2 separate regions of the Mus musculus genome follow, and region 1 is linked to region 2. The links are chromatin contacts, called in public HiChIP or PLAC-seq maps. All regions are on one chromosome and are shown on one strand. Each heading gives the region's core, a stretch centred on a gene start, on an enhancer-like site or on the middle of the called end of the contact. The rest is flanking DNA. Distances are from core to core; before and after follow the strand shown.

The links. HiChIP or PLAC-seq counts read pairs in DNA pulled down with a chosen protein or histone mark.
Region 1: a FOXA1 HiChIP or PLAC-seq map of pancreatic cancer cells shows a contact between it and region 2. The contact joins two enhancer-like sites. A contact is called at or near these places in 2 of 484 Hi-C or Micro-C datasets (nephron progenitors and ventral hippocampal neurons) and 1 of 115 datasets of contacts at active chromatin or transcription factors (pancreatic cancer cells).

The regions. Positions count from the first base shown.
Region 1 is chr11:54,178,746-54,185,321 of GRCm38.p6, forward strand. The region is part of intron 3 of Gm12223 (a long non-coding RNA gene); the gene reads left to right. The region is part of intron 2 of 4933405E24Rik (RIKEN cDNA 4933405E24 gene); the gene reads right to left. Among named protein-coding and RNA genes, the nearest start is that of 4933405E24Rik, 31 kb to the right of the region's middle. Within about 2 kb of position 3,111, at least 46 of the 459 cell types and tissues checked have an H3K27ac peak or open chromatin away from gene starts, as enhancers often do. A contact at or near this core is called in pancreatic cancer cells, where this site is marked.
Region 2 is chr11:53,899,902-53,906,280 of GRCm38.p6, forward strand. No RefSeq gene overlaps it. Among named protein-coding and RNA genes, the nearest start is that of Slc22a5, 11 kb to the left of the region's middle. Within about 2 kb of position 4,455, at least 98 of the 459 cell types and tissues checked have an H3K27ac peak or open chromatin away from gene starts, as enhancers often do. A contact at or near this core is called in pancreatic cancer cells, where this site is marked.

The sequences.
Region 1 (6,576 bases), core at 1,861-4,360, 280 kb after region 2:
AACTCAGGACATTAGTGAACAGTAGTCACAATTTGTTTTTCCAAAGTGAAGTAGAAGAAGTAAGATGACAAACCAAAATCAAGCATAAGGTGTTGTGGGCCTCTATAAGTGTTCTGCTTCTGGAATATTTTGTTTGAGGTCTGGATCATCCACAGCAAAACTTCATGTTAGCTCCTCTTAACCACCAGCCCTGAAGCCACACCCATGGGGCCTCAGGGAGCAAAGGGGGAAGACAGAGAGGAGAGGGATGGTACACAGAGGCAGAGTGTGCCCTGCTGTGAACTGAATATACCTGATCTAGCCCAGTCTCTGCTGCCATAGTAGACATTTGGGAATAGCTGTGTGACACTCGGTGACAAAGGCAGGAGGCTGACACTAACTACAGCTCACTTGTCTGTCTTCTGTGCCACCTGCCATGTTCTTAGAACAATCACAGTATCTGTCATTTCCTTTATAAATGATTCAGTGAAAAGTGCTGGGCATTCGTCACCACAAACTGATTCTGAGGTTGAACTTTCTAGAAGCCAGATGCAAATATTTGGCAATTTCAAGCTTTTTTTTTTTTTGTCATTATTGACTTTTCTCCTTTATTTCTTTCCTCCCTTCCTTCCTTCCCTCCTTTCCTTCTCTTCTCTTCTCTTCTCTTCTCTTCTCTTCTCTTCTCTTCTCTTCTCTTCTCTTCTCTTCTCTCTCTCTCTCTCTCTCTCTCTCTCTCTCTCTCTCTCTCTCTCTCTCTTGAGAGTCTTACTATGTAGCTTAGGTTGGCCTCAAACTCATGGTAATCCTCCTGTTTCAGCCTCCTGAGTACAGGGGTTACAAACATGCTCCACCTTGTTCAGCTCTTGCTCGTATTGAGATAACCACCCCCAACTTCTGCTTGTCTCTTAACAGTCATCCAGCTATTACATACTTGATACCTTCAATGTGCAAAGTGTTGTAGGGACAGAAGAGGCTACAGTGAAGAGCCACCAAAGTTACAGCCTGTCTGGAGATTAAATTCTAGTAGTAATTATGAATAATTAATAAAATTTTACCTATTTAAGAATCGGAGTAAAGGCAGTAGTTAGAATGATTTGAAGAAAGCTATGGAGGAGAAGTTTGTTAGAGATAAAACTCATTCTAAAAGATGCCAATTGGAGGGACTTAGAGAGAAATGCAAGCAGGAAGACTCTACTTCTAGCCCTGTATAAAAACCTGGTTGGCAGCACATATCTATAACCTTGGTTCCGGGGAGGCAGAGATTGGTAAATCCCTGGAGCTCAGTGGCCAGGCAGCCTAGCTGAATTCATGCGCTCCAGGCCCCAGTGAGGAATCAGGTGTGTGTGTGTGTGTGTGTGTGTGTGTGTGTGTGTGTGTGTGTGTGTGTGTGTGTTAAGATGGCTTAGCAGCTAAGAGCAGGCACTGACTGCTCTTGTAAAGGACCCAAGTTTAGTCCCCAGTGTCCATGGCAGACACATAGCAAGTGCCTGTAACTCCAGCTTCAGGGGGATCAGATGCCACTGTGTGCAACCCTCCCCCACATAATTAAAAATAAAATAAATTTAAAACGTAAGGTGGACAGCCCCTGAGTGATACCTGAGGTTCACATCGGTTCTCTCCATGTACATGCATTGCACATGTATGTGGACCCATGTACATGTGAACACATGCATACACACTTGCACACACACAAATTATAGGAAATACTGAGAAGATGACAGCACTAGAATGGTAAGGAGCCCACTTGTGAAAGGTCTAGACTGTGAGTGTCCTAGGCTGGATGTCAATCAGGCACAAAAGCATGAGGAAGGCAAAGCCTGATCAACATAATGTTTGGAAGCAGCCCTTCCTGCTTTAGTTATATATTCATATTAAATATTGCATATTTAGCTACATATCTTCTCCATAGTTGCAGGAACAAAACAATAGAAAATCCTTTTTTAAAAATTTATGTTAATTTTAATAGTATACTTATATATTCTTATTATATTTTAAAATTATTAACCATTTTATATTAATTACTGAGTTCATTATAAATTCAATTTTGTCATAGTTGTGTAACTGTGAAGAAATATATTCAGACTATGTATATGTACACATAAAAGTTTCTATACTACATACAGTTTCCAATATCTACACAGTGTCTTTTTTTTCTTTTTTTATATGAATGCTCTTTTTTTAAAATTAGGTATTTTCTTCATTTACATTTCCAATGCTATCCCAAAAGCCCCCCCATATCCTCCCCCCCCAACTCCCCTACCCACCCATTCCCACTTTTTGGCCCTGGTGTTCCCCTGTACTGAGGCATATAAAGTTTGCAAGACCAAGGGGCCTCTCTTTCCAATGATGGCTGACTAGGCCATCTTCTGCTACATATGCAGCTAGAGACACGAGCTCCCGGGGGTACTGGTTAGTTCATATTGTTGTTCCACCTATAGGGTTGCAGACCCCTTTAGCTCCTTGGGTACTTTCTCTAGCTCCTCCATTGGGGACCCTGTGTTCCATTCAATAGCTGACTGTGAGCATCCACTTCTGTGTTTGCCAGGCACCGACATAGCCTCACAAGAGACAGCTATATCAGGGTCCTTTCAGCAAAATCTTGCTGGCGTATGCAATGGTGTCTGCATTTAGAGGCTGATTATGGGATGGATCCCCGGGTGCGGCAGTCTCTAGATGGTCCATCCTTTTATCTCAGCTCCAAAGAAAATCCTAATCACCTATTTTTTTGAAGTTGGGAGTTTCAGATGTATCGGAGTTCCATGGACTTTGGAGCAGTAATCGAAGTACCACAATCTATCTATTTGGACTTTGAGTCTCAGGGATCCACTCATTAGGGTACCTGACCCAAACCATCTTTAAGGATTCTGAGCCCCATTCAATAATGTCTTCTGAAAGCATGAGCAACACACTTGCTCACTTGCTACTAAAGTTTTGCAGGGAGTTCTATGAGTCCCCGGTAAGTCACCTAAAGCCACACTCTACCCTGTCACTATGTAACAAAATCATGATCGCCTCTTGGTTAGAACTGAGGACTTTTGGCAGCAGCGATTCTGTGTTTCCTGCTGGTCTGCAAACATGAGGAGCTCAACGTGACAGGGCAATAGGCATAGTTTAAATTCCGCTGAGAAGTCCCAGTCAGGCTCCTCTGATGCAAGCATTTCCCTCTGGGATCCAGGCCGGTAGAACAGTGCAGTCTGGTAGGATGTTTTGCAACAATGGAAATCTTCTGCGCTGTCCAACATTCTTGCTACTTTTTCATATGGCCATTGAACGCTTGAAATGTGCCAAGTATGAATGAGGAACTGAATCTTTAATTACACCTAAGGGTAAACACCCATGCATGGTTAGATGGCTACCCTTAGCTAGTGCATTTGTCTAGCGATGGAGGGAGAGGAAACACTCTTCCGATGAGTCACTCCAGCACACAGAGGGGTCATTTCTATTTCCACTCATCAGTTTCCAGACCCATGCATTCTTCATGCTATGCTTATTGGTTTGGGATGTATGATGCAGCCTAGAAGAGGATCCTGACTTTGCAGAACACAATCTTCAAGCTGATATCTTACCCAAAGCTTCAAGAAACCATTCCTTTACCCTGTCAAGTGACCAGTTCACTGGCAATGGATGATATAATTAAATCAGCAGTTGCTTTGGTCATTTTTCCCATTTCCCTGTGCATTTTGCTTAGTGAAAGTCTCAATTTGACTCTCCTTTTGGGTATTAGTATTGGCCAAGGATCTGGGGAAATTGATCTTAGTCAACATGAAGTTCTATTTCTAGGTGGAAGAGGTCCTGTTTAACTTGGTAGGTAGCTGGTGGCTTTCTCTGATGATATTATCTGTTCAAGGGTCTCTTTCATCTAACCGACTAGAAGTTTCATCTTAATGTTTAAATGTTCCTACTTCCTCCTGTTCTTACCAACACTCTCCTGCTATGTAATTTTATTATTTCTTAAAAAACTATGTGTATGTGTATGTGTATGTGTATGTGTATGTGTATGTGTATGTGTATGTGTATGTGTATGTGTATGTGTATGTGTATGTGTTTGTGTATGTGTATGTCTGTGAAGGGATGCACACATGCGTGCAAAGTTCACAGAGGCCAGAAGAGGCATCAGATCACCTGGAGCAGGCGTTGTAGGCAGTTGTAAACTGCCTTACATGAGTGGGTGTTGGGAACTGAACTTGGGTCTTCTGCAAGCGAAGCAGTACTTTTAATGTTAAGCCGTGTCTCCAGCCCCTGCTTCATCCTGTATCCTGCGGTTTAGATTTATATTTTCCTGATGGTTAAGAGGGCTGAGTATCTTTTCATGTACTTATTGGTCACTTGTATATCTTTGAAAAATAACTACTCAGAGCCCTTGCTACGTGGGGGTTTGGCAGTACGTGGGAGGTTGGCAGTATGTGGGTTGTTGTTGGTGGTACAGTGCTCTTCCTCTGTGCTGAATCCTTTCCTGATGATTTTCTCTGACACATAAAAGGTTGGGTTTTTTTCCCCCACATGTTTTATAATGGTCAATAATGACTGATTATTAATGGGTGCCAGCTCCAGTCAATTCATGTGTGTGTGTCTGTGTGTGTGTATGTGTGTGTGTGTGTGTGTATGTGAGTGTGTGCACATATGTGTGTATGTGTGCGTGTGTGTGTGTATATGTGTGCATGTGTGTGCGCATGTGTGTGTGTGCATGTAATTTTATGTCTATGAGTGTTTTGCCTGCATGTAAGTATGTGTTCCATGTGCATGAAGTGCTCGTGGAGACTAGAAGAGGGCACTGGAGTTATGGGCAGTTGTGAGCCTCCATGAGAGTGCTGGGAATTGTACCTATGTCTTCTGCAAGAGCAACAAGTGCTCTTAACCACTGAGTCATCTTTCACGCCCTTTGACTAAAAAAAAAATTAAATCTCCTCCTCAAACATCCGTTCTGTATATCCCTGTTCATCCCACTCCGAGCTATTGACCTCCCCTGTGCATGGGAATAATAAAATGCAGCAGAAACAAATCCCGCACACAGGAATGTCATGTGCAACAGTATCTTACTATTCCCACGGCTGAGCTGAATTCTACCTCACCGCCATTCCACCAATGGCAGAATAGTCAACTCTAAGTTTCTTTAGTAACCTGTTGTTGTTATTGGTCTTGTACTTTCAAACCTAGTGCATTCAGGGCTTTAGTCTTTCCTGAAATTTCCCTCCAAGTGGCCTTCCGTGTCTGAGGGCTTTGCATACTGTGATCTGGAAAAGTCCTACATTGCAGCTCTGAAAGCAGAAAAGCCTGAAAGAGTATATTCCTGGTCAACCTAGCTGCCGGTCTCTGCCTACAGCGCTGGGATGACAGGTATGAGCCACCACACCTGGCTTCTTACATATAAATGCCGGGGACTGAAACTCTTCACCATGCTTCCACTGAGAGAGCTTCATGAACCAAGCCATCTCCCAGGCCCTGGAAGTAGTGTTTCTTACTAAAAGGCAGCAGAATAGCATCCCTGACTAACACCATCCACTGTGGCAGTCAGCTCCTCCTCATCAAGGCTCACACACTGGTTCCCTTTGCAGAGAAATCCTTGCTAAGTCTTCAGGGTTTTAGTTTACTTATCTGTGTTTTCCCTCATTGCTTGGCATCTCCACAGTCTTGTTTCTTTAAGACCCTCAATGCATTCGTCAACTTCTGCATCAGGCCCAGAGGTGCTCACCATTTCCTTCCTCCTCTCCCTGCAGCACCCGCTTCTCCTCCTCTTTCTCTTTTTACTCCTCTTTCTCCTCCCTGTCCTTCATTTTCCCTCCTCATCTTCTTCTTCCAACTCCTCTCTATCATCCTCTCCTCTTCCCCTTACTCCTCTTTCCTTTCCTCTTCCTCCTCTCCCTCCTTCCCTTACTTCCCCCTCCCTCCCTCTTTCTCCTCTGGTTCTGAATTAGGATGCAGTGTGGCTAGTTCCCCATTGCTTCGTGTCACAGTGTCATAGATTTCTGGGGATTGTCTTTTTCACGTTTGTATTTTCCACTTTCTTTACAGCCATGCCTCTATTTTGTGCTTCTATTATGAGGGTCTGACAAATCCTCAGGCATGCGATACTTTTTGTTTTTAACTCTTCCAAGGAACTTTCATAGTTTCTTTAGGCACATTTCCATTTTGAGTTTGTGCAGGGTTCAGCCTGATGCTCCTTGTATCTTCAGATTCTATTGTAATGGGTTTCTGCCAGTGGATCTTGTTACCCAGGACTGCCATGTGCAGGCACAACATGTGGCCAGATCATACCACAGCTTGGTGCTAGCAGCTGGCATTGCTTCCTTTCAGGATATGTGTATCAGATGTTGTTCTTTTTGATAACTTTTTTTTCATTTTATTATTTTTGTATATGTGGGGCAGTGGGGCAGGGGCATGACTGTGCCACAAAGGCCATAAGACCATTAGGGGATCAGAGGACAGCTAGAGTTAGCTCTCTCTTTCTACCATTTGGTTCTGAGACCAACAACTCAGGCTTGGTAGCAAGTACCTTTACCTGCTCAATCATCTTGTCTGCCTTTTGGGTATACTACTTAAAATGGAATTGTTTTCTAACTTCAAATGTCTACTGTTCATTGCTGGTGGGTCTGCCCAGGC
Region 2 (6,379 bases), core at 3,205-5,704:
TGCCCAGCCATAGGCCCTAGCCTATGACTTAACCAATCAGGGACTATTGGGGAGCATTCTTTTTTTTTTTTTTTCGAGACAGGGTTTCTCTGTGTAGCCCTGGTTGTCCTGGAACTCACTCTGTAGACCAGGCTGACCTCGAACTCAGAAATCTGCCTGCCTCTGCCTCCCAAGTGCTGGGATTAAAGGCGTTCGCTACCACGCCCGGTGGGGAGCATTCTTTATAGAACATTGGTTAACACTGTGCCCCAGGATCAGGTTGCAGCCTGGACCGGGGCATAGAACTCAGCCTCTGAATACACAGTACACACACTCCAACAGCTCATTCCATGATCCAGCTGGCTCCATTGTTTCAAGGGCTGTGGTTAGACATAGTAGCATCACAATAGAGTCTGTGTAATTAGTTAGTCTGTGTAAGATCCTGCATGGACACAAAAGGAGGTATGCTCTACAAATCTCCTAGTTGCTTCTCAAGCCAATCAAGATTAAGTATCACTGAGTTTTTGCTCAGACAACTGAGCAAACTGTAAAGTGTTATTTTCACTGGGTAGGAACACCAGATTGGAGGAATGGAAGTTTCTCCATCTCATATGACAACATCCCAAGTACGACTACCCTGGGTAGAACACAGCAGCTATGAGCTAGCAGGACGTGGAGGAGCAGACCTTTGGTTGTCGGTGAGAATGCCATATTCTTTGGCATTCCACAGGTGTTCAATCTCAAAAAAACAGCAATATGGGTCAGGGAGATGTCTCAGTGGGAAAAGTGTTTGCTGTGTAAGCATGAGAGACTGAATTTGGATGATCAAAACCCTATGTAGAATCTGGGTGTGGCAGCGTGTGTTTATAATCCCAGTGCTGAGGTGGGGAGGGGGGCGGCAGAGACAGGTGGATCCCAGGAACTCCCAGGATCCAGGAGTGTTGCAGAACATTTATTGTAAGGGTCTATGCTTCACTGAAGAACGGTGTCCCGGACTTAAATAGTATGGAAAAGTGAAGAGTATTTTATTCTGTAGAAATCTAGCATGTTGGGGTCTCACATTCTAAGATGGCGACATCTTGTAGGTCCAATTTAAAGCATAGTGGGGGGATTCTGGGGTAGGTAACCTTTATCTTGTTCCATCTCTAGGGACATTCTAGAACCATTACTGGAGCATGGGGTCTGGAAACTGTTGTTGAGGAAGTCTGGAAACTGTCATTGACTCATTGTCCTTCCTTCAGGCCAGGTGGAGGGCAGCTTCTGATGGCAGGGCAGTTTCTGACTAGCTGCCTGAAACCTGAGCTTTTTTTCTAGTAACTGACTTCTATGGGCTTGCCTGGACTTGACTAGTTCTTAGGCCTAGTCTCCTGAACTGCCAGTTTGAAGCCTGTCATGGAGTCAGCCTAGCTTTCTTGTTATCAAATTGCAAAGCCCAGGAGCTTGAACTGTAAAAAGCTGTTTCTTACCGTGGTGTGGCTCAGCCTTTGATCCTAGAGCTTTGAATTCACTGTGTGCTGTGGCTCAGACCTAGCCCACACCTTTAATCCAAGAGCTAAATAAAGTCAATCCCAGGTGAAGAAGGAGAGCAAACAACCGGCTGACAGGGAGTGACATAAGTGAACAGAAGGGGGAGGGGTGTCTTTGTGTTGAAGGACATTTAGGCTTTCACCACAGTCTTCATTTGGTAAAATCGATGTTTGGGATTTAGTTTTTAAAACAACACAGGACCTATACAGTGTCGCCATAAAGATGAGATCCAAGTTTGGTGAAAGGTTTTATCTCAAGGCAAAACATTGGAAAATAATACCAGAAGACACCTGAATTCCTGCATTTGAACACATGTGAACATATACAGACACACTCACATGCATTTGCCATATACATACATATAAATACTTCATATATATACAAACATAATTTGCACCCCATACACCCTATGTGCAAACACATACATATATACCCCACATATATACCTCATATACACACCTATCTCCTATGTACACACACACACACACACACACACACACACACAAACCCCATGCATACACACACACACACAAACACACACACACACACACACACACCCCATGCATACACACACCCACACTTAAACACACATACACAAAGAAAAGAGAAGAAAAGAAAAGAAAAGAATTCAATACTATTAACATCAGTAATAACTTGAGCTCACTCATTTTGGGTTACAGCTGCCTGAAATGTGAAGTATAACCCTTGATAAAGAGTCACCTCTACAGTTCTTGGCCAGGAATAAGGATTCCTTGCTCAGAGAATAGTTAGTTACCTCTCTATGGGAACCAGGGGCTGAAATTGGTGTTGGTGCCTATGAGATGGTGTATAAGGTCTGAGATCCCTACAGTGGATCCTTTGTGGCCCTCAAGAGAGAGAGTTCCGAATGGAGGAGGAGCTAGAGGGGCTTTCCCATCAGCACAATATGTGGATGTCTATGATACTTCCTGAACTGATTCAGACATCAAGTGTTTGAGCATATTGACTAGGACCTAAGGATACACCCGGACAAAGAACCCCCCCCCCCCCGCCCCCACCCCCGCCCAAGTCTTGCCAGTTGAGACCATCAAGGATCTGATATGTCAGTGCCTAGATTTTCTCTTCTCTTCTCTTCTCTTCTCTTCTCTTCTCTTCTCTTCTCTTCTCTTCTCTTCTCTTCTCTTCTCTTCTCTTCTCTCCTCTCCTCTCCTCTCCTCTCCTCTCCTCTCCTCTCCTCTCCTCTCCTCTTCTCTTCTCTTCTTTCTTTTTTATTTTATTTCTTTTTTATTTTTTTGAAAATGTTAGCATTTAATTAACCTCCGTCGTGGCTTTTAAGCCACCAGAACACAGGCACCTCCAACACCTTTAATCTTCTCCAACTCTTCTGCTGAAGAATTTGGCCTTCACGATGACAGGTTGCTTAGGGAGCTTTCCCTTGCCCAGAACTTTGTAGTAGCCTGATCGAACAACATCAATGATGGGAGCAGCTCCAGTTTTGTTTTATGCTGCATTGACCCGCGTCTGCTCGCTGACCAAGGTCCACAATTTATCCGGGTTGACAGTTGGGCAGAAGCTCTGGTTCCTCTTTGAGTGGTAGTGCCAACTTTCCCAAAGTAAGCTAGATGATATTTGTCAGAGTTGATCCTGCGGTGATGCATGGATCCAGCCTTCCCGCAGCCTCCTGGGTGCTTGCAGTGCTTACCGATGCGGTCCTGGCCGTGGCTCACGTGACCCCGGAGCTTCCGGGTCTTCCTCAGTCTGGATGGCATGGTGGTACCGGGCAGAAAGGGAAAAGGGCTAGATTTTCTTCAAGCCAATAGAGTGATTCACAGAGACCTGAAGCCAGAAAAGCAACAATTGTGTAAGCATGGAGCACTGGCTGTATCTTTGAAGAAGTGTTTTGTGGAAAGCCTCTCTTCTGTGCAAACTCTGGAGCAGACCAGTTGGGCAAAATCTTTGATCAAATTGAGTTGCCTCCGGAAGACGAGTGGCCTCCTGAGGTAGTCCTGTCCAGGGGAACCTTTTCCCTTAGAGGGCCTTAGCTGGCGCAGTCAGTGGTGCCGGAGATGGAGGACTGGAGCTCAGCCGCTCCTGGAAATGCTGACTTTTAACCCACATAAGTGGATCTCTGCCTTTCGAGCTTTGCAGCACTCTTATCTGTACAAGGAAGAGGGTGACCCCGAGGGAGAAGTAGAATGGCTGTGGTCCCTGCTTCTGGACACGTAAGTGGAGAAGACCTCAATGAAAAGGCTGCTTCTGCTTTCCTCTGAGACTCCTCCAGCATTTTTCAGAGATGATTTAAGCCTTAAATGACATCCCCTGCTCCTCCTTATGAGGGTTACCCTCTTATCCTCCCATCTCTCTGCACTAAAGGGTGAGCATATGTTGTCTTCCTCCCTCCCTGACTTATACTGGGGTCCTTTCTCATACACGAAAACAAAACAAGACAAAGACAAATAAACGCATAAAAGAAAGATGAGTCTCCCCAAAGTTTGGTGCCTATGTGGGACAGACACAGCAGGAACACTGAGTCACTCACGTAATTTGATTCCTGGCAATGACAAGGTCTGAATAGGCTACTGCAGGGCACTCATGGTCTCTGGGAATTGATTGAGAAATGTGATATTTATTCTCTGGACACTCACATTGGAGTTGCCAGGTAGGAGGCATACAATACACTTACGCTTACAATAAGAGTAAGCAGAGATTTCACACAGAGTCCAGTGTCAAGAATGAGCAAGACAGGAGGCTGATGAAGGAAGCGTCTGCCTTTACAGTGAATGGTGAGGGGTACAACTGTTCTAGAAGGTGTTGTCTCCAGCTGAGCGACAAGGAAGAAAAGGAACGGCTCCTGCAAAGACCCGAAGGAATGTGCCGAGCAAAAGAACAGCATGAGAACTGAGTGTACGGTAGAGGAAGTGTCTGGAATGTTTGGGTCACGGAAGGGAGGCGTGGCAGGGACACAGCAATCAAATCGAGCAGGCCTGGGGCAGAGGTCACGCATGCTGGCAGGAGAAGAAAAGCACCTGGGAGTGCCTGTAGTCAGTCCAAAGTGTGTGTGTGTGTGTGTGTGTGTGTGTGTGTGTGTGTGTGTGTGTGTGGTGTGAGAAACTGACCGTTGAGGTTGGTCTGGTGCTTCTTCGTATTCAAATGTTAGATTCTGTACCCCAAGGTCTGCTTGACCGAAGAAGAGCGAATTCCCACGTACGCTAGCTTTTGTTGTGTAAACTTTGCCTCTCAAGTTGCTCCTGATTGGTTAATAAAGATGTCTACAGCCTGGGCTGGACAGAAGAGAGGGAGCTGGAGTGAGGGTTCACAGGCTGGGGGGCTCAGGTAGGGACCACGAGGGAGAAGAGAGTGAGGAGAGGGGGAGGAGAAGGCAGCCACCATGGGGTGGATCATGAGCACGTGGCCACGAGGGCTGGTCTGATGAATCAGGAACGGTGCAAATGGGGCAGATGCAAGTGTTTATGGGGATTGTGGTGGGGAAGCAGACAAGACAGCGTAGTGCTTTAAAGCTTATTATAATCTAAAGGTTTCTGTGTCTTTTATTTGGGGACTAAATGGTCTGAAGCAGGGTAGAAAACCCTAACAGATGTTAAAGGCAACAGTGTAGAATGCCCCTACACTGTTAACCATTACAATTGACAAGAAGGAAGACAGGCCTACTGGTTAGGAAGCCATGATAGCAACACAGGCAAGAGCTTCTGGTGCTCTGAACTGTGTGGCATCCATAGAGAGAAAAATGGGTGAAATGGAAGATATCTGGGGGCTCTCAGTGATACAGTATGTACTTGGGATATATGAGGCCCTGGGTTTGATCCTCACTATCAAATACAAACACAGATATGTGTAGATGTGTGTGTGTGTAAAATGGTGGCATGGCTAGGCTAGTGCTGTTACTGTCTAGGGGTCTTGGTCTGGTTCACTTTCTCTCCCAGCTAAAGAACTTACAGGTAGGAAAAAGTCAAGGGCAACAGGTACACAGGGAAGACTGAAAGAACAGCTAAGAAAGGCCTTTCCCAGGAGTAAGGAAGCACACACATACATCAGGCACAGGGACAATGACCCTCTGCAGACCAGAAGAGGCACCGGGGAAGTCTCTTCTTGAAGGCTTGCTCTTCCTGGCCTTGGCTAGCATCCCAGCTTTCTTGGGTCCCCAACAACAATGCCCCAATGTCAGCAGCAAGTAGTCATCCCTTATAATCAACAACAACAAAAAATCCTCTGGAACAAATGACTGACACATTGCAAGGGCCACGAAGGAGAAATGATATATGGCTTTAGAACTCATGGAATGTGGCCCACTGGTTATCAAAGCCACATGGGTGAGCCTCTGTGTGGCATGGCCCCAAGGACCACGTGTCCTGAAGACTTCATGTTAGGGAGTTTTACTCTGCTTGCTGCCTTCACACTCCTCTTTTTCTTGTCTTGTCTTGTCTTGTCTTGTCTTTTTTCTTTTCTTCTCTTTTTTTTCTGAGACAGGGTTTCTCTGTGTAGCCCTGGCTGGTCTGGAACTCACTCTGTAGACCAGGTTGGCCTTGAACTCAGAAATCTGCCTGCCTCTGCTCCCAAGAATACATGTGGGTTCTTGGGAATAATTTATTTTCTTTACCTGTACTACGTAATGTTATTTCTTGTAAAGGTATTGAGGAACATCCGTTTTTTTCATAGTCATTCACTAGAAGAAAACTAGAATGCAATCACATTGTAATTTTGTACTGCTTAAAAGATTTTGCTGGGATATATAAGGTATGGAAGAAAGAATAAAGTTTTGGGGTTGGAGCATTCCATCCATCCATCCATCCATCCATCCATCCATCCATCCACTATGTGTATGTATGTATATGTGTAAGGTTTATGTGAATGGGAGGTTAGAACACTATTCCTTTCA